4 separate regions of the Mus musculus genome follow, and all the other regions are linked to region 1. Evidence: chromatin contacts called from public promoter capture Hi-C data. All regions are on one chromosome and are shown on one strand. The core of a region is the stretch at or near the end of the contact, and the rest is flanking DNA. Distances in the headings are between cores, read along the strand shown.

What was found. Promoter capture Hi-C pulls out the DNA fragments that hold promoters and counts their contacts.
Region 2: a promoter capture Hi-C map of pre-B cells shows a contact between it and region 1, with 4 times the contacts expected there. The contact joins the promoter of Mzt2 here to the enhancer-like site in region 1. A contact is called at or near these places in 4 of 39 promoter capture datasets (hippocampal neurons, liver, pre-B cells and 1 more) and 5 of 115 datasets of contacts at active chromatin or transcription factors (the 230-238 cell line, embryonic stem cells, large pre-B cells and 2 more).
Region 3: a contact with region 1 is called in a promoter capture Hi-C map of pre-B cells, with 3 times the contacts expected there. The contact joins the promoter of Spidr here to the enhancer-like site in region 1. A contact is called at or near these places in 5 of 39 promoter capture datasets (hippocampal neurons, liver, pre-B cells and 1 more) and 1 of 115 datasets of contacts at active chromatin or transcription factors (extraembryonic endoderm stem cells).
Region 4: a contact with region 1 is called in a promoter capture Hi-C map of hematopoietic stem and progenitor cells, with 2.8 times the contacts expected there. The contact joins the promoter of Pkp2 here to the enhancer-like site in region 1. A contact is called at or near these places in 15 of 39 promoter capture datasets (the 3T3-L1 cell line, 3T3-L1-derived adipocytes, the C10 cell line and 8 more), 3 of 484 Hi-C or Micro-C datasets (cortical neurons and nephron progenitors), 10 of 115 datasets of contacts at active chromatin or transcription factors (DN3 thymocytes, acute myeloid leukemia, bone marrow-derived macrophages and 4 more) and 1 of 9 other capture datasets (embryonic stem cells).

Annotation. Positions count from the first base shown.
Region 1 is chr16:16,853,694-16,858,757 of GRCm38.p6, forward strand. It overlaps the pseudogene Gm5768. Among named protein-coding and RNA genes, the nearest start is that of Igll1, 7.8 kb to the right of the region's middle. Within about 2 kb of position 2,963, at least 29 of the 459 cell types and tissues checked have an H3K27ac peak or open chromatin away from gene starts, as enhancers often do. A contact at or near this core is called in acute myeloid leukemia, hematopoietic stem and progenitor cells, pre-B cells and 1 more, where this site is marked.
Region 2 is chr16:15,861,032-15,866,095 of GRCm38.p6, forward strand. Mzt2 (mitotic spindle organizing protein 2) reads right to left here and starts at 2,338. Exons shown (of 3, transcript NM_029354.3): 1 at 1,717-2,338; 2 at 1,367-1,512. The coding sequence starts at 1,892. Gm41425 (a long non-coding RNA gene) reads left to right here and starts at 2,406. Exons shown (of 3, transcript XR_875934.2): 1 at 2,406-2,480.
Region 3 is chr16:16,144,493-16,149,556 of GRCm38.p6, forward strand. It overlaps Spidr (scaffolding protein involved in DNA repair), which reads right to left and starts at 2,359. Exons shown (of 20, transcript NM_146068.4): 1 at 2,253-2,359. The coding sequence starts at 2,285.
Region 4 is chr16:16,211,133-16,216,196 of GRCm38.p6, forward strand. It overlaps Pkp2 (plakophilin 2), which reads left to right and starts at 2,213. Exons shown (of 13, transcript NM_026163.2): 1 at 2,213-2,463. The coding sequence starts at 2,241.

The DNA of each region.
Region 1 (5,064 bases), core at 1,713-4,212:
CTGGCCATGGCTGACCCTGATGTGCAGCAGATAATGAGTGACCCAGACATGAGGCTCATCCTGAAGTAGATGCAGAAGGATCCCAGGTTCTGAGCAAATACTTAAAGAATCCTGTAATAGCACAGAAGATCCAGAAGCTGATGGACATGGGTCTGATTGGAATTTGGTAATAACTTGCTTTTCCACTCTTCCCTGCACTGATAAGGAAAGGCAAGCTGGGACGGTGGTGAGCAGCACTGGGTAGAGAGGGGAGAAGAAAGGTTTATCTTTGTATTTATACATGTCTACAAGGAAGACAGACTCGTCCAGCACGACCTCGGGCCCTCCCAACACACACATGGTTCACTGCTGCCCTCAATTCCAAGTGTCCTTCCCTGACCACTCCCAGCCTCCCCATCACTGTCTCAGCTGCTCTCTTATAGTTGGTTATTTTTTATTTAAGGTCAGTGGGTGCATACGGGGAGGGAGGGGTATTCTTCCCTACTGAGGGTCCCAGCTGTCTTTATTTGTTCTCACCTATGTCCCTCCTCAATTAAACAAGCCACTCAGGTGTGATTTAAAAAAAAAAAAGCCCAGCTAGCTTAGTTGGTAGAGCATGAGACTCTTAATCTCAGAGTCATGGGTTCAGGCCTCATGTTTGGCACCATCTATAGTGTGCAGTTATAAATCAAACAGTTCACGATGTGGCTGGCTAGGCACTGGCAACTGCAGTCTCACCTGCTCCCATGGTTCCCAGTTCCCACAGCTAGTTTGCTGCCAGGCTGTTCACACTTCCCAGGTCATCTACCCACTGTGGCAAGCCTGCAGAAAGCCTGCTATTGCTAGCTCAGATTCCCTTAGCCCTATAAAATGATAACACCACAGACTTTTACTATACCATCCAGATTTATAACAGTAATTCTCCAACCCCAAAATGCCCATGCAAAGAACACATAATATAACTGGTATAAATTCAAACTGCACACCTAGATCAAGCAAATGTATCTTACATTACTTTTTTCCATCTATGAAATCCCTAGCTACTTGTGGCTCATCCAGGCCACATGGTTCTGTTTCATCTTCCTTTTCCTCCATCTTCTCTCAGTCCTCCATCATCTCTCTTCCTCTCTCTCTCTCTCTCTCTCTCTCTCTCCCTCTCTCTCTCTCTCTTTGTGTGTGTGTGTGTGTCCCCTCTCTAACTTTCAGCTCCACCTTTTCCTTCCACTCTCCAATCCGATGCTGCATGTGCTTCCACTTATGGTGCAGGAGTAAACCGTGAAGACACTCCGAAGCTGGTGACCTCCTAGGACAATAGCAGATGTTTCCAGGGTGAGCACATTGTTTCATAGCCCTACAGAGCTTTTGGAGAGTAGGTGCCAGCAGGGGGCGATATAGGATATGCCCCAAAGCTCAAAACGTTACAGAATAAAGTAATATCACACACACAAAGTAAAAACCAAATACAGGAGCTTACATGAGGAGCTTCAGCACGTCTCTCCCACCTGTGCAGACCAGAAATAACCAATGGAGAAGCCATGAGAGTCTGGATGGTTTCAGAGAGCTCCTTAAGCTATTGAGTTGTTTACTTGCAGAGTTTTGACGGACTTCCAGAAGTGTGGAATATTTCCTAACTCCCTTTAGAACATCCCGAGTCTTCTATGCACAATACCAAGCTTCAGATTCATTTCAGATCCAAATTAACAATCACTGCCTCATACTCCACTGAAGATGCAATACACATCTTTTCTCTGACTGAATCTGTGCTGGATAGTTTTATGTCAACTTTATGTCAAGCTGAAGTCATTTGAGAAAAGTAAACCTCAACCAAGAAGATTCCCCCACCTGTGGGCAAGCCTGTGGTGCACTTTCTTGATTGCTGATTGGTATGGAAGAGCCCAGACAATTGTGGGTGGTCCCGCTCCTGCCCTGGACCAATGGGTCCAGGGTGTATAAGAAAGCAAGTTGAGTAAGAGAGAGGCACAAGCCTGTAAGCAATGTTCCCCCACAGCCTCTGCATTAGTTCCTATCTTGAGTTCCCACACTGACTTTCCCTGGATGGTGGAATACAAGCTGTAAGCTAAAATAAGCTCTCCTCCCTCAAGCTCATGTTAGTCATGTTTTATCACAATTGAACCCATAACTAGGACAGAAATTGGCACCAAGTCTTAGAGTGTGAAAACTTGCTTGACTGGGTAAATTAAGACTGGTCAGTTAAGGCTGCAAATAAACTAAGGTTAAGAAGAAACCAGCATTAAGGAAGCAGAACCTTCTGGGAAGTGTTTCCTCGGGGTCAGCACACAAACCTATAGTGCAAACAGGTCCAAGCCTGGACCTCGTGCTGGCAAACAAACCTGGTAATGTGTGGGATTAAAACCATGCCAGGAGCCGGGCGTGGTGGCGCACTCGGGAGGCAGAGGCAGGCGGATTTCTGAGTTCGAGGCCAGCCTGGTCTACAGAGTAAGTTCCAGGACAGCCAGGGCTATACAGAGAAACCCTGTCTCAAAAAAAAAAAAAAAAAAAAAAAAAAAAAAAAAAAAAAAAACACATGCCAGGAAGTTTGTTAAGGTAAAGCAGGTCAAGAGGAAGAGACTCGTGGGCACACACCTGAGGCTTAGGTGACTCCCAGCTCCCTGCCAGACTCCTGACTTGGAACACATGCCATGCTTCTCTCACATAAAAGAAACGTGGCCTATGGTCACATAGGCTCAAAACAGAGTTCTCCATGCTAATGAGGAACCTAGGCCGGGAGGGCTTAAGCCCATAAGCTTCTCTTCCTAGACATTCCTCCCTGCAAAAGGAATTTAATCTCAGGCCCACCCTGAGAAGTGGTTTTATGCATCAATTTTCCATCATCGACTGTCTCTTTCATCAAGATTCACCATGAGGAACCTGGAGAAGGTCTTTGTCTACAGAGCCACATCCTGTAGAAGGCCTCTCTGCACTCCCAGCCACAACTGCCACCAAACCTGCCTCTGTTAAGCAAAGGACACTCACCCCATGAGACAAGCCAGAGCTCTCCTTCCTCCCCACCCCCTCCCCAGCCCCAGCTAGATGCTGTCCCCAGGCCATGTGGCCCCTGACTCTGTTCTCTGCTCTTCTGTGACTTCCAGTGGCGCCTAGATGTCCAAGAGTCTAAGAACCCCATGGCCCTGGCAATGTCACAGACCCAAGGACCCCTAAATCAGGTCCGACTTTCCCTCATCTCAGACTGTGCTTTCCTATCCCAGGAGCACTTCCCTACAGCTCGTGAACTCACCCGGAAGGCAGCACAGGGTAATCTCAGTCAAACTCCCCAAGTTCCTCCTCCCCAAGCAGCCGTGCCCTGCAGCTGAGCAGACTCAGGCCGACAGTAATGTGTAAGTTTCCCAGGTAATACTGGTTGTGAAGGCATAAAGAGTCATGGAGAGCTGCCGAGTCTTGGCACCATGAAGAGCTTGCTGGTAAACGTGTAGCCTAGGTTGAAGTAGGAGCATTCGAACTGAAAGGGTCTTAGAGAGAAGTTGACACTTGACAACATATAGCAGGACCAGAGTCCCTGCAGATGGCCCAGGAGACTGTTGGTGAAAGTGCAACTCGATTGCAACAGGAGCCTGCAGAATGTTAGAGATGACAATATCATGGGATAACCACCAGGAACAGCAGCAACTCTGTGGTATAGAGCTGGCCTGAGCCTCTGATGGGTGATGCATATGCTTGGCCAGCCCTTGGGAACTAAGAAGTCCCAAAGGCCTGACGTCGAGCTTTACAACATCGAGCTTTACAACATGAACCTTTACCCTGTTTGACTTTGATTTTGCCTTGATCTGATTGTGATGCTGCCTGGTCCTTCCCTCTTGGAATATGAAAATATTTAACTATTTCGTATTTTACAGGAGCCCATAGTTAAGAAGCTTTGGAATTTTACAGATATTTGGAGTTTCAGAGAGACTGGATATTGTAAGAGACTGAACTTTTAAAGTATTGAAATTTTTAGGGACTGTGAGACCCTTAAAATTAGAATATTGTATATTGTGATGTTGATATTGATATGAAACCTTAGGAACAACAAGAAAGCAAAGGTTATGCTGAATTATTTGTGAGTGAAGTTGACAAAGGGTCAATTGTGCTTGCTAGGTTAATGACAATTTGACACAAGCTAGAGTCATTTGGAATGGGGAACCTCAACTAAGAAAAAAATGCTCCCACCAGATTGGCCTGTGGGCAAGTCTATACTGCATTTTCTTGATTGATGATTGATATGGAATGGCCCAGGTGGATATACCACTCCTGGTGGTCCTGGGTGTTATATAAATTATGCTGAGCAAGACATGAGAAGCAAGAAGCAGCCTTGGCCTCTGCATTAGCTCCTGCCTCCAGCTGCTGTTCTGACTTCCTAGATAATAGACTACAAACTGTAAGCTGAAACTGTCCTTCAAAAGTTGTGTTTGGTCATAGTTGGGTTTTTTGGGGGTTTTTTTTGTTTGGTTGGTTGGTTTTTGGTTTTTGTTTTGTTTTGTTTTGTTTTTATCACGTCCATAGAAGCCCTAAGACAGAATTCAAGAGCATGCATGGATCTGTTGTGTCACCACCTGGGAAACCAAGCTGTGGAAGGCAGACGGCAGGAAACACCTGCTAAAGGAGCCAAAGGAAGAGTTGGTGAGGGACCTCAGAGTTCAGCCATCTTAAAAAGCACAAAACTTGTGGATGCAGGAGCTGGCCAACAAAGCCTAGAGAGACAGTCTGCCTTGAGATGCTGCAGAATGTGAATAACCACAGTAACAAAAGGAGAGGAGTTGGAACCTGTCACTTCTTCCAGTATCAGCCCGCCTGCTTGTAACAAATGTGTAGCAATTTCCTCTAAACTGAAACAATGCATACTAGAGGGAGACCTCTTCAGACTTGGAAAGTAGGGGCTGGAGAGAAGGTTCAATGTTTAAGAGCAAGTTTTGCTCTTGCAGAGAACCACAGCTCAGTTCTGAGCACACAACCATCTGTGACTCCAGTTCGAGGCAAACTGCCCCTTCTGGTCTCCTGGAGCATTAGGCCTACATATATGGTGCACATTTCACACATGTGGACAAGACACACATGAAATAAAAATAAGCC
Region 2 (5,064 bases), core at 1,088-3,587, 990 kb before region 1:
GGAGAGGCATCTGTTCCCTACGCCATACTTGCAATCAGCCAAGGGACAGTGTTGAAGAGGCTGAGGTCATGTTCCCAATAGCATACCATGATCCCTCATGTTTGTCCCTGACCTACATCCTCTGCCTGGGTAGGGATCTTTAAAGTGTGCAAGTGTGGGGGTGTTGGATGATCCGGGGGCACCGGTACAATTGCATATTCTAAAAGTACTGTGTCTTTGATAGACTAAGCAAGAAAACATGTCCTTGTTCTGAGTTGCATGGCTGGGATGGCCTACAGTGCCCTGGTATTGTAGCTCAAAGCTGCCCTGGCCTTGTGGGACAATGGCAACTTCCAGCGGCAGAGTGCACATCAACACCAAACCCACAGATTAGACAATCAAATGCCTGTGACAGGAGAAGATGGGCAGCAAGAGAACCAGGGTGAGGGGTGGGGGCAGGGAGGCAGGTGCTTGGGAGGAGGGCCATGGAGCAGACCTGGAGAGGCTGCAGGCCTGAGGGAAAGGTTACCCTTGTTTCTCTTCCACAAAGAGAAAGGGTGATAGAGGCCAGAGACACACATTGATCAGAAAGTGGGTGGGTCAGCGTGTATGTGTGAGTCCCCAGGCCTGACAGTCTGCCTTCACTGGGCCAGACTGCTCACTTTACCCCACCTGGATTCCTTCCATGTGGTTCTTGCACTTACAGGCAGGAAATGAGCACTGGACTTGCATCCACTTGTCTGGGAGGACAAGCTGTATTTCAGAGGGTCCGACAGGCAGAGAGAACAGATGTAACAGATAGGATGGGCAGGCTGGAGGACCTGAGATCCCTGTTACACTCTGCTCACCACCATCTGCTTACACCTGGTCCCACTCATGACCAGGCCATTCACACCTGAGAACTGGGTGAATCTTTCTGTCAGACCTCTACTTTTTGTCCCAAAGGAATCAGATGGCTTCAGTCCTGCAACCCAAAAAAATCCCCAGATGAGAGGTGTTCGGGCCTGGCCTGAGATGAACAGGAGCTAGACGTGGCCCTCGGAGGGGGAGGCGTTGTCTGCTCTGCTCTCTGAACACTTCCTTGAGGCTGTGTGGTAGATGGAGACCAAAGCCATGTTTATTCCTCTACCTGTGCAATGGAGGCATGATGAAGAGGTGAGAGGGAGTCAGAAAGACCAAGTCTAGCTTGCTTGGACCAGTCTTTGGTCCAGCAGTACAATCCGAAAGGTGGAGCCAACTAAAGTCCCTGAAAGGTGGATGGGTCTGCAGACCTTGGGAGGAGGCCTATAGACAGGTTGAGCAATTCTAAGACAAGCCGGCACGAGGTTCTCTACTCCTTCCCCACCTCGGCCACCCTCTAGGCAGAAGTACCCAGCCCATCTCTAACCTCGGGTCTCTGATGTGGATGTAGACAGAGATATGGGCACCGAGTCCTGGGGATCGCTTGCCAGCCGCTGCCCAGCACACATGGACTTCAGCATCTGGAAGACGGCGAGGGGAGCCACATTCAGATTCAGCAAGTCCACCAGGATCCTGGGGAAACAAATGCAGTGCTTAGCGAATACTGAAAGCCACAGGGCGGACATGCTCTAGGAGTCGCGCCAGCTGGGTCACCGTCTTGAAACCCCTTAAAGAGACACGGATATCTTAGAGTAGCAGATGCAGGAATGAGGAGTCCTAAAGCCGGCATTATCTGTAGGGAGTATGAGCTCAAAGTCCCGACCCCCGCTTTCTCACTTGAACACATCGGGGTCGATGGCGGCGCCAGCAGCCTGAGCTAGCTCGTACAGCTCCATCTCCTCGGCCCCCAGCACTTTCTTCCGCCGAAGCGCCAGCTTCTGCAGCGTTGCTGTCTCCAATCCTGTGGAAACCGCGAGTGCAGCACCACCAGCAGCAGCCGCCGCCGCCGCCATTCGTATAGCCTGAAAAGGGATCTGTGTTGGACAGAGTCTCTGCAAGTCAACAGCTCCAGCACCGAGGCGAGAGTTCCAAGAGGCCTTTACACAGTCGGTTACTTGACTTGTTCGGAACGTCTACTGTGCACAGGGCAGTGTGCTAGGCATGGGGTGGGGTGGTGGGAAGCTGATCACTGCCTGACGATCAGACTTGGACTGCTGGCTTAGGTAGCAGACCCCAGAATAGTACCTGGCATATACCGGGTACTTAGCAAATGCCTGTTGGATGACGAGTATTCACGATCTCGTGTAATTACCAGTTCTGTTGACGGTCCCTAAACAGCTTTGCTTTTAAACGGATACGCACTCCTGTCCCCCGACCCCGAAATACATAAACTTGGGGAGTAAAGAGCAACTGAGGACGTCACTGCGCACGCGCCTTGTGGCCAACTGCTTCTGCACTTGATTGGCTTTTGCTTTTGCAGGCGCTTTTCCCGGGAGGTTGAGCCGCTTTTCCCAGTAGGCAGGGGTGTGGCCTGACGCGCAGCTTGATGACGCTATTTCCGGGTTGTGTGTCTGGATAGCGGCGTCTATTTCTGAAGATAGGTAGGATGGTCATTTTGAACTCAACACGTTAGCTTGGCCGGTGTGTTGAGAACTGCAAATGTTTGGCCGGTTACCATGATTGTCACTGCCATCGGGAAAGAGTGGACCGGGGGAGCCGTCCAGAAGTGCCTACACAGTGAAAGGGGACCAGGAGGGGCATCTAAAATTTGTGCGGGGGCACTCTTGGAGATATTTTGTCTCCTGATGCTTTGTCCATTTTACATTACTAGTCTTTTGCATATGTGTGTGTATCCGTATGTGTATGTTTGTTGATTGGTGTTTTTATTTTTTCAATTTGTTTTATTCTGGCTTGATTTTTTTTAAATGTGCCTATTTGCTAGAAAAGAGAGGAGGGAGAGAGAGAGAGAGAGAACTTGAGAAGGTAGGGAAGTGGCAAAGTTCAGGGAGGAGGTAAGGGAGGGAAATCATGATCAGATTATAGAGTATGAAAAAATATTTTCAATATAAAAATATATTGGGTGAATAGTCTTCATTCTTAGGGGAAAACGTATTCATTACCGGGAAGGGGAGAATTTAGAGCATCTAGTCAGTTCTCAGCCTTCCTTCTTTCTTCCTTATACTGAACACAGCTTCCCTGGTTCTGCACTTCCGGTCTTCATATTTGGTGAACCTTTGGCCAGTCACCAAGGTCCAGATCTAAGGACTAAACACCATTTCCATGTTGAATGGTGCGTCTGTCACAGTGAGGACCATGGTGACAGTAAGCTGCTGGTGACTGTGAAGAGCCAGTGTGGGCTGTGGGGAATGAGTCTGGCTCCAGGAGCAGACATTACAGGATGTATGTGCATCTAATCTGGCACCTGCTTCCCAGGGTGGAACATCAGGTGCTTGTTTGCAGGATTCCAGAATATCTCAGGTTTTCGCAGAACTGTGGCCATGATGTAAATGTAGGGCCTCCCTGCCTCATTAGTTTATTGTAGGATTGATGGCTCCAGGAACCAGCTCCTATTGGTCAGAATGCCCAAGAGTACAAACTGGAGGCAAATCGAAGTGAGGCACAGCATCATCTCCCTAGCCAGACAACTGTTACCTGCATGCCATCAGCTCTGCCTGTTTGTAGGAGTATATCACCTCAGGTCCATGGATGGCCAGTGTCCATTCATAGAAGGAAGGTCAAGGTAGGGTCATTGGACCCTCACATAAGTCACTCCGCCATTTTCATATAATTCTGACATAATCATACATGGCCTCAACTTTAGGAAAGTCCAGAGGACTAAATTGCACAGACTTAGAGACCTTAATAAAGGGCTCTTGTACTAATACGCACTTAAAAATTCAAACATTTATGTACACACAACATGCTCATACAAAATCTCTCTCTCTCTCTCTCTCTCTCTCTCTCTCTCACACACACACACACACACACACACACACACACACACACTGTCTTGGCTAGTGTTTTGCCAACACGACACAAGATAGAGTCATCTGGGAAGATCCTCCATTGAGAAAATGACCCTATCAGATGGCCTGTGGGCAAGCCTGGGGTGCATCTTTTTTTTAATTGATGACTGATACCAGAATGCCCAGGTGACTATGGCTGGTACCGCACCTGGGCATGTGGTCCCGGATGGTATATCAGAGCAGGTTAAGCTAGCAATGGGAAATAAGCCAGCAACATTTCTCCATGGCCTTTGCACCAGCTCCTACCTTTGTGTTCTGTCTTGAGTTCAGGCCCTGATTTCCACAGATGATGGATCACAACTTGTGAGATAATATGAGCCCTTTTCTCCCCAAGTTGATTTTGGTCATGGTGTTTTATCAAAAGAATAGAAGCCCTAACTAAGGCCCATATTGTTACGTATTCTTTCACACTGTTATACTCTCAGATGCTCACATGTGACTCAGTGTCATATACATTCACAACCATGTTGCATGCAAGTATATATTCTCACACTTGAATGCTTACATGCCTGCATGCTCACACTGCACACACAGTGTGTTAAACACACAACCTCACACAGAAATGCTTGAAGCAAGTAAACATGCCCTTACATACACATAGTGTATTAGTCAGGGTTTTACTGCTGTGAACAGACACCATGACCAAGGCAAGTCTTATAAAAAACAACATTTAATTGAGGCTGGCTTACAGGTTCAGAGGTTCAGTCCATTATCATCAAGGTGGGAGCATGGCAGTATCCAGGCAGGCATGGCGCAGGATGAGCTGAGAGTTCTATGTCTTCATCCAAAGGCGGCTAGTGGAAGACTGACTTCCAGGCAACTAGGGTGAGGATCTTATACCCACACCCACAGTGACACAACCATTCCAACCAGGTTATACCTATTCCAACAAGGCCACACCTTCAGATGGTGCCACTCCCTGGTCCAAGGATATACAAACCATCACACATAGTAACACCCTAATACCTTTATACATCTTTGAACATACGTATACACTCTTCGCTGACTAGTCTTTCTCAGCTTAACTCAAACTTACACATTAACAGAGTAGAAATCTCAATTGAGGAATTGCCTCTATCAGTTTGGCCTGTGGTCATATGTGTAAGGTGTTTTCTTAATTTCTATTAATGAAAGAGGGCCCAACCCACTGTGGGTCATG
Region 3 (5,064 bases), core at 1,109-3,608, 710 kb before region 1:
AAGACAAAGTAGGGACTCTAAACCCCCCAAAAAGCAAAGAGTATGAATTTTTTAACTCACAGGAAAGGAATACACCAAGAAATCTGGGATACAATGAAAAGATCAAGCTTTCAAATAATTGTAATAGATGCGGAAGAAGAATCCCAGGTGAATGCCATAGACCACAAGATCTTCTCCAAACTAAGGAAAAACACACTCAGACAAAAGAAACGAACAGAGCATGAAACACAAGTCCAGTAAAGAAACTATTCCAAGGCATAACGATGTAGTTAAAACACTAAGTATACATAACCTGCCATAAGCCCTGCTCCCTCCACCAAAAGCAAATTAATTAGCCAACCAGTTAATTAATTAAATGAAAGTCAGGTGTGGTGGCATATGCTACTTGTAATCCTAGAAATTGAAATGTAGATCAAAGATGAGTAATTCAGAGTCGGCCTGTGTGACATGAGATCCTGTCTCATTTGCTGTTGACAAAGTTGTGAGCCATCCTATGGAACTAACAAACTGAAACTTACCACAACCACCACCACCCTGGCCCCTACCTCAGTGAATTTGGGAGAAGACTTCTCTGGAGAAGTCTTGGGAGAAGCTACAACCATAAGCTTAAACTACAGTCAGAATCCTGATAGCAATACTTGTGGAAAGCTGCTTCACTTTTGAGACAATCTTTACATAACAGTTAAGTAACACAACTACTGAAAAGAAAAGCTATTGGAAACTAATAAAATGAAGAGGGCAGAAAGAAATAACAAAAACAACAGATTTCTAAGTTAGGAAAAATTGCTAGGGCCCTGATAAGCTAAACAAATGGTTTCATAACACACTGTAATTTCTTTATGCTGTAGTGACAGCTAAAAATCGCAGTCCAGGGCAAACTCTTAAAGTTGTGAAAAGGCGCCGGGCATGGTGGCGCATGCCTTTAATCCCAGCACTTGGGAGGCAGAGGCAGGCGGATTTTTGAGTTCTAGGCCAGCCTGGTCTACAAAGTGAGTTCCAGGTCAGCCAGGGCTATACAGAGAAACCCTGTCTCAAAAAACCAAAAAAAAAAAAAAAAAAAAAAAGAAGAAGAAGAAGAAGAAGAAGAAGAAAGAAAGAAAGAAAAGAAAAGAAAAGAAAAGAAAAGAAAAGAAAAGAAAAGAAAAGAAAAGAAAAGAAAAGAAAAGAAAAGAAAAGAAGCCGGGCGTGGTGGCGCACGCCTTTAATCCCAGAACTCGGGAGGCAGAGGCAGGAGGATTTCTGAGTTCAAGGCCAGCCTGGTCTACACAGAGAAACCTTGTCTCGAAAAAAAAAAAAAAAAAAAAGTTGTTGAGAATAGGCACAAAGTCAAAATTTGGAGCTGGGCAGTTAGGAGAAGTGAATGAGCAGCTATAAGAGTGAATCAGGACTTTAGGGACGCTTAAATAAATGTATACAGTTAGCAAGGGTATCGAGGGCTGCAAGAACTAATTTATGTTAGATGTAGAAATGTTTTAATTCCTTGATTTTTTCATCTTTTAGTCTTCCTGAAATTTAAATTAGTCTTTTAAATCATAAGTTATACGTGCTTTTACTCTCTAAATAAGTTACAAAGTTCACAGTGTCATCTTTCAAGGCTATCTGAGAAATAAGTACGAATGGTAGTGTTAAGGGAGTTTAGCATTTAGTGAAAGGAAGAGCAGGTGAGGGAATGAAGCACCGTTTGCTGTTCTAAATTTTGAGTATTATGAAATAATCATCTGTAAGTGAGGAACTTTGAAAAGGCAAAATATGATCCAAGAGAAACACAATGTCGGAGAAATGTAGAGGATCGCTTAAATTTCATCCATGTAACAGTTCCTACAACAGTGCCTACAGTATACAGGGACTGCGGGAGACACGGGAGAAGCACGCCTCTCAGAAAGTTTAGGCGGGAAAGCAAAGTGTAGCAAAAGATGCCTGGGACAGAAGAGATACTCCAATACCCACTACTGTCTTGGTGTGTTAAGCAACAAAATAAAACGGAGGCAAATGAACTGCCAGACGCCAGCTCACACTCACTCCGAATCAATTCGTCCTCCCTGTCAGCCACCCACCCGCTTGGTTCCCAGGACCATTCAGCAGACCTGGGCAGAGGCAGAGCGAGGGAACCCTGCCTAGACCGACCGCCACCAACGGGCTCGTGCCGGTCAGACTGGGCGCACCAGCTCCCTTCACCGGACCAGGGACAGGCACGAGAAGCCCACAGAGGTTACACGCCCGCCCTCTGCTTTCATAGCAACAGCACAGCGTACCTTGGACGTGCCGGGGCGGCGGGCTCCAGACATCTCCTACGTGCACAGTCTTCCTGCTCGCCGCCCCATCCGGAAGCCGCCCATCACGCGCCCCGCCCCCTTCCCTCTGGCGACGCCCCTTCCCGCGCCCCGCCCCCTTTCCTCCGGAGACGCCCCTTCCCGCGCCCCGCCCCTTGCGAAAGCCGTCGTCTCAAGTTCCACGGGCTCAAACTGAGGGAGCTGCTGTCTAGGCTCTTCCTCTCGCTCTTTAGGGAGCCTGAGAGCTGATCTACAGGTCATCCTCTCTCCTAGCTAAGCAAAGCCTTAGAGCAGTAACCAGTGATGTGTTAGAATAGCGGGTCACCAAGAAGCACACTAGGCCCAGGCAGTTCAACGTGAAGAGGTTTTATTGAGAGGGAGAGATAAGGGAGTGGCAGAGAGAGAAGAGAAGAGAGCGAGGAGGGGGTGTTCTCCTTATTTATATGGAAAATGATGTAACACAAGTAAGGGTGGGAGGTGAGCCAAGTGAGTTCTGGGATATGGTGGTCGTTGGCTTGGCAGCCGTAAACTAGAATTCAATAATTATTGTTAATTAGTAATAAAACATAAGTAAGCCAGGAAAAGGAATAGTACTTCTCTAACTAATGAGGAATTCTTAAATATAAAATTCATAAATATCAAGAGCAAAGATTTCCTATTTAAAAAAAAAAACTATAGGAACACTAGTTGGATTTGTTATAAAGTAGGTTTCACATACTATAGATCTGGGAAAAGCCAGAGAGCTTACATTCTTAAATTTCTAGATGCTGGTTCAGGGAACATTTTAATGTGGAAGATGAAGCCGTTCCTTGGATGTTTTAAAGCGCTAGGACATAGTTGTCTATGTATGTTCAAACCAGCAGGACAGAGAGCTGCTACTTGAGTGGAAACTGGATTAACAGGGTTTCTAGTGTCGAAAAAAACACTAAATAAGTCCTTGTCAAGAATGTGTTTGCATGGGACTTAAGTAGAAACTAGATTAGCGGAGGCATATTCTATAAAGATATATATTGAAGAAAATATTAAATAAACTATATTGTTGAAAACTTGGAGTGGACAATGGAAAGGATTCTCAGAAAGTTGTATTTACAGATGTGTACAGAAGAGGAGCTTAGAGCCTGGGTGGTGACTTTATTCTCTAACTGAAAGATAGGCAGAGTGGGAAACAAGGCCCTTAATGAATTAAAAATACTACTGCAAGTGGAGCAGTTTTTGATATGCCATTCTGCAAAGGGGGACTACAGCATAGGAGAAAAAAGGACAAAATGACTGGCTTACTGACGTAACACAAGACAGTGGGGTTTTCTGTCTGCTTTGGGTTTCTGTTTGTTTCTTCCACTGGTTAGCTTGTTTGTTTGTGTTTGTTGAGACAGGGTCTCTCACTACTTAGCCCTGACTATCCTAGAACTTACAGTGTAGACCAGGCTAGCCTCAACTCAGAGATTTTCCTGTCTCTGCCTCCTGAGTGCTGAGATTACTGCTGTGCACTACCGCACATGGCAAAATAATATTTGTTTTGTTGTTGTTTGTTTGTTTTTAAAGTCCGAGTTGCAAAAAAAAAAAAAAATCCTGCCCTTCTTTTCCCATGGGCTGATATTTTAGAGAATTACAATTTTCCCAAATTCCCAAAAGTAGTGAATTCAAGGCTGTCTTAGGCTACGTGAAAGGAAACACCAAGTTTAGTTTTCTCTTGGAATAGTTTTCTTAGTCTTTCTAGAATATGTGGTTTTGCTATTGGTTTGTAGTCCTTCTGCAGCACTAATACAATGCTAGCTTGTCACTTCCTCTTATAACTCTCACCTTCCCTGAATATTTCTATCCAAACTTTTATAGATATAGATGTGAGGTCTACTGGAGTGTTCCAGGAATGCCTGCTGAAGTATATAGGTTCTTGTGTCCTACTGCAATGAATTGGACCATGGCTCTGTGATTAGAAATACAGATATAGTCTATGTAAAAATTTGAAACACTCCCAAGAATGAGAGTGAGCTACAAACAAACAAACAAACAAGTGTGTTCCAGATACACTGGGTCAGAGGCCTATCACTTTTTATGGGTTATGTACAATATTCATACAAGTTTGGGCTTTCAATGAATATATTCCATTTGTTGAATGAATACCAGGTTGGGGGTGGCTTCTTGCCATTCTCTGCTTATTGATTTCTTTTATATATTAATATTGATATAATTTTCTCTAGTCTGTTCTCTCCTGCCATAATTCCTTCCTGAGAGCTGGGATCCCAAATGTCTTTTTGGCAAGCACAATTATGATCAATGAATCCTCTACAGCCAATTCCAGGCTGAGAGGCGCAGACCTACCTAAAAAGGACCACAAAACTCCCAACCTTATCTGTTGATTGGGAAAGAGACTATGTATTTTCTATAGAAGGAAATAGTTGGAATCCTGCACCACAGAGAGTTTAGTTTGAAATGGTTGCATGTCCTAGGTGACACAAATTTTACAAGATTGAAATGCTAGGCTTAAGCAAGAATAAGATGATTATGTAAATTGATAATCCAATCAAGGAGAGATCCATGAAAGCCATGGCTGTGTGCATTTCAGGATAGTCATTCTTTATAGTTTGTTCTCAGGGCTATGGTTGTGTGTGTGTGTGTGTGTGTTTTTTTTTTTAATGCTGATAGCTATATATTAAGAATATGGCAAATGGGGCTAGAGAGATGACTTAGAGGTTAAGAGCAATTGTTGCTCTTGCAGAAGACCCAGGTTTGGTTGCCAATAACTTCAATTTCAGTTCCATGTGATCCACTGCCCTCTTCTGGACTCTGTGAACAA
Region 4 (5,064 bases), core at 963-3,462, 640 kb before region 1:
ACTATAGACCAAACACCAGATATATGAGTCTGTGAGGGCCTTTTTGTTTTAAATCACCAGAACAAGTGATTAAAATAAAATCTGTGGAAAAAATGTGCAGAGAAACAGTGAATATGTATGTGTGTGTGTGTGTGTGTGTGTGTATGTGTGTGTGTGTGCGCGCACGCATGTGTGCTCATACATGAGTGATTGTGAAAGAATACCATTTAAGTAAGATGGGGATCTATGATAAAGACGTGAAGAAAGTCAGAGACTCAAGAATGGACTTCTAAGGGCTGTTGAACACTTATGTACAATTCTTTGTTTAGTGATCATGGCAACACTATGTGTAGGTACATTTATTATTCCCATTTACAGACAGGATGTTGACATGTAAAAATATGCAGAGCACTGCTTATGACCCACCACTTGGTGTTCCCAAGGCCTGCTGTTCTCATAGCTTCTACTTCCAGAGCATTCCTCATGACCTTTGACCATGTGGCCTGTAGAGAAAGGATGACTAGTCCCTATTTCCTTTTCACTTCCTTGATCCTCAGGTAAAACAGGACGCTACATAGCTCTACATTAATTGTATGGTTAGGAACCTGGGGAGGATAGAGGCTATGTTATTTAGCCATACCAAAGGATAAGCTAAATTAGATGTATATCCTCCTTCACTTGTAAGCTAATTTCTAATTGCCATTCTTTTATCAAACCATCCAACTACCAACTACAAGATATCCTCATTTATTGGAGCCTGCATAATAAGATAATCAATTACAACAGAACTTTTAAAAAGTGATTTGACAAGAAACAGGAAAGTGAAGTTACACTTCCTAAGATAAATAAGAGAAATTTCCTGTTTGTCTCTTGCTGAAGAAAGCAGAATGGGACCTTACCAATCATAGTTCTCCAGGTACAGAAGCCAGAGTGAGTCCTGGCCCTGCAGAAGCAGGCGCTGCAGTTATCTTTTAAAGCAACAGACCTGGGACTTTCAGAAGGAGCTAGGAGATAGATGAAGGGAAACAGGTTGCTTACAAGGGGCTGGTGACAGGATTTGTTGCTGTAATTTAACCGTCATAACATTCTTGTTTTCGGTAAGCTCTCAGCATCACATCTGTACATTATTTACACCTGACTTGGCAAGCCAAGCTTTTGGGCACAATTTACCTAAAGACTGGCCCAGTTGCTTTTGCTGACCTCATAGCTCCCACCTCCAGAGCTTTCCTTATGACCTTTGACTATGTGGCCTGTGGAGAAAGAGTGACTCGTCCCTGATTTCCTCGATGCTCGAAGGCAAAACAGGAAGCCACATTAACTGTTTAGTTAGGAACCGGGGAAGAAGAGAAGTTGTGTTCCCTAGCTGTTCCAACAAAGGTACAAACCCTAGCAACCAAAGGAAAAGACCCCACTTGATAACAAACATAGATGTTTTTCTTTTCTTCTCCCAAGTCTAAATACCAGTATGTGGAGAGTAGCATCGGTTGTCAACTTTAAGTTCAAGGACCCTTCTGTTGAGCTTAGCTCTTGTTCTTAGCCCAATTGCATGTGAAGCATAGTTAATAGCATGATAAACTCAAGTTCGGGAGATTTAAGTGAGAAACCTCGTTCATGAGTTCCCCTGCAAAGAGCTTGTCATAAAGAGGGCTTAGTCAACGTTAGAAGAGCTATTAAAACTGAGTATTAAAAGTCATCTTTTCTCTGGGCCTCTTATTGGAGTTTCTCTGTGTGGGCATGTTCCTTAAGAAGGAAGTGGGTGGACAAGAGCGCACTGGGTACAATTTGTGTATTTGCAAGAGCAAGCAGAGGCTTTCACTGAGGGAGAACATATGTTTCTGGGGCTCCATCTGTACAAAAAGCTCGGCGTCCTGAAGTACTACGGATAAAAAAAAAAACCTTTAAAATACGTCTATTTCATACATGTTTCATTATCTGTGAACGTTTGGAACAGTGTAACTGACCCTAACTAACTAGATGTGCTACTCACAGCAGAAGTTCCCAGCTGCACCTGTCCTAAGGGCAGCTCCTCCCACAATCCTTCGCGAGCCGAGAATACGTGGGGGCCTCAGAGGACGTGCTCGCCCCGGGCGGAGTGCGCCTGCTTTGCAGGAGCCACGCCCCTGTCCCCTAAGGGCCTGGGTCCTACGGGGCGGGGCGGGGCGGGGCGGGGCGGGGCGGGGCGGGGTTTGCTGCCGGTCCCCACGCCTCTGCGGCTTTGCGGGCAGGTCCTGGCAGTCCCTCCTGGTCACTCCGCCGACGCGATGGCCGTCCCCGGCTCACTGGCCGAGTGTGGCTACATCCGGACTGTGCTGGGCCAGCAGATCCTGGGTCACCTGGACAGCTCCAGCCTGGCCTTGCCCTCCGAGGCCAGACTGAGGCTGGCCGGCAGCAGCGGCCGCGGCGACCCGGCGGCCCGGAGCCAGCGGATCCAGGAGCAGGTGCAGCAGACCCTGGCCCGCCGGGGCCGGAGCTCTGCGGTCAGCGGTGAGTCGAACCCCACCCGCCGTGCTAGTCGTAGGTCTCCCCGGTGCGAACCGGTGTCCGCCCGCCCACCTGTTGCTCACCTTACCTTTTCCGGCTCGTGGTTGGTCGCTTTGGACACGCTTCCTCCCTAACCTTTGGTTCTGGTCTACCTTATTCGTTTGTTAATTACACAATTGTCTGTATTAAAGAATTCGATCGGTTTCACCCTTCGCCGCTCGCTCCGGGTTCTCTCCCTGAGATTCTAAAAAACACTTTGAAATTTTATGCAGACTTTGGTATGCAAGATTGATCTTCTGGAATAAGGCGCTTTGGGCTTTTATTGAGATGTTTTAGAGTTTACGACTCTCTATAAATATTTTTAGAAAGAAACCTTCAAAGCCCTGCGGTTCCTCCATCCTCTAAATTGAGGTTACCTCGTCCAAGTGCTCCACTCCGTATCTGCGACTAAACAAATTGAGCAAGTCGGCTTTGGGTCTGGGAGCAACCTGAACACCCTGCGGAGGATAAGGAGGAAGGAGACTTTGGCCAGGCTGAAGGTAGCCCCGCCTGCCCACCTCACACCCACACACCAGAACCAACAGATGCGTGGGTGCAGAACCGCCCTCATTAAAAAAAAAAAAATCAACCCCCCACCACACAGACTAGTTGACAGAAGTGTGGTTGATCAGAAAGATCAGAAGCTCTGGTAAATGTGATTACCATTAAGAATAATAATGCTTCCGTGCCAGCATGTGGATTTCAAATAGCAGAGTCTGGGAGGCTGTCCGCTTTTCAGTTTGTCTAAAGGTTAGGGCAGTTGATGTTTGCATACTTGAAAAGTAAAGAGGTGTTTAATGATTGCAAGCTCATGTAAGTGAGTGCCTGTAACGTCCCTAATTAGGCTATGTGGTTCGCACTTTATATTATCTTCTTAAAATGAACTGTGTATTTTTTTCCTTTCTCTTTCCATATGTGTAGATATAGATACGATTTTTAAGATGCAGCCTCAAACTTCCCGTCTCCGTCTCCCATGTGCTGAGATTACAGACATGGGCTGGGTTTACTGTGGATCCAAGCTTAGAGACAAGGAAACTGAGCAAATAAAACAGTCAAGATTCCAGACAGAAAGTGGCATAGGTGGTATATAAAAGCCAAAATGTGGAGTTTTAAGTCGATCATGAGTTAACATATTAAGTGTTTGATTACTAACACAAAATGAAATTACTTGGGAACTAAACTTCCCTGTAACGACTCCTTTTCCTCTAAGTAAAACTAAGGAAGTTCTAAGAGGATGGAAAGGTTTACACAGGAAAGAACTGCTTTAGTTCCTGGTGAGAAGAAAAAGCAAACCTTAGGGTTAGGAATGTGGCAAAGGACTCCAGGATGACTGAGGGCAGTGTCTGGCTAGTCCTGCCATTGCATCCTGCAGTGTGAAAAGCCTCATGCCCAGTGCTAACGTGGAACTGAAGAGCCTTCTTCCTTATCTTGTAAGGGTGGCCAGCCAGAAGAACAAGCAGGCATCAACTAGTAAACAAATGGTGGGAGTGGGGGTGGGGGTGGGGGTCCAGTGTAGGAGGAAGGAACAGGGAGCTTTGCTAAGCACTTTGCTATCATATGGCAGCTGGTCATCTCCAATTTCATGCATTTCCATTCTGTTATGTCCTTAAATGGAATTGGAAAGGTAGATGAGCTAGATACTATAAGGTGATCATTTTAGGGGTGGAGTGGGGGGAGGCATATATCTATCAACAGCTGTAGGATGATGGTCCAAGTCCTAGAAAATTGGTGTCTCCTCTCTACGGAATAATACAGGAGCTGTTTGGTGAATTCAACCACTGCCACTGAACGTGTTCTTCTCCAAGGGGCATCATTCTGGTGCTGAATTAAACACACATTTGGTGTGCTTTGTAACAAGAAGTTTAAACCCAAGGAAATGCAGTCATGAATCAAAAGCCCTAAGTACCCAGAGAACAGCAAGGGTGCCACAGAGCTTTCAAATGCAAAGTTCTCCCAGCCAAAGAGAATTTTGAAAATCTGTTTGGAGGAACTGTGATATTAGCTCACCAGTCCCACCCCCACACTCTGAAACTAGGAGCTTTAAATCTCAGAAGTTTATTAGGCTTGTGCAGGGAGCATAGCTGGAGATGCATGCGTTACTGTAGAAGTGTGCACGGATATTTCATAGTGCCGAGTTGACATGAGAGAACAAAGACTCAGCCTTGGTGCTTCTGTTCCGTTGAGTGGTTTTTTCCAACTAAGGGATAAAGCCCTGAGCTATTTTTGATTACCACAGAGCTCTTTGGCAGGCTGCAGAGAAGTGCAGCTTAGGCGGGGGTAAGGCATCAGACCCCTACTCTGAAGGAGGTCAGCTACAGGGACCGGGCTTCCCTGTACCCTGGAGCAGCAGCAGGAGGTGACTCCCACCTGTTTAACTGAAGTACTTTGGAAGTGTTTGGGACTTAGAGTGGCTGGATTGCTTTATATTTTCCTTATATCCGTGTCCTGTCTGTAGTGTGGAAACACAGCACTGAAACAGTGCTGATCTGGAAAGAGTGACCCTGATGTTACTGCCCTTAGCCCCAGTACCCTGGAGAATTCTGGATTGTTGACATACCAGAAAGG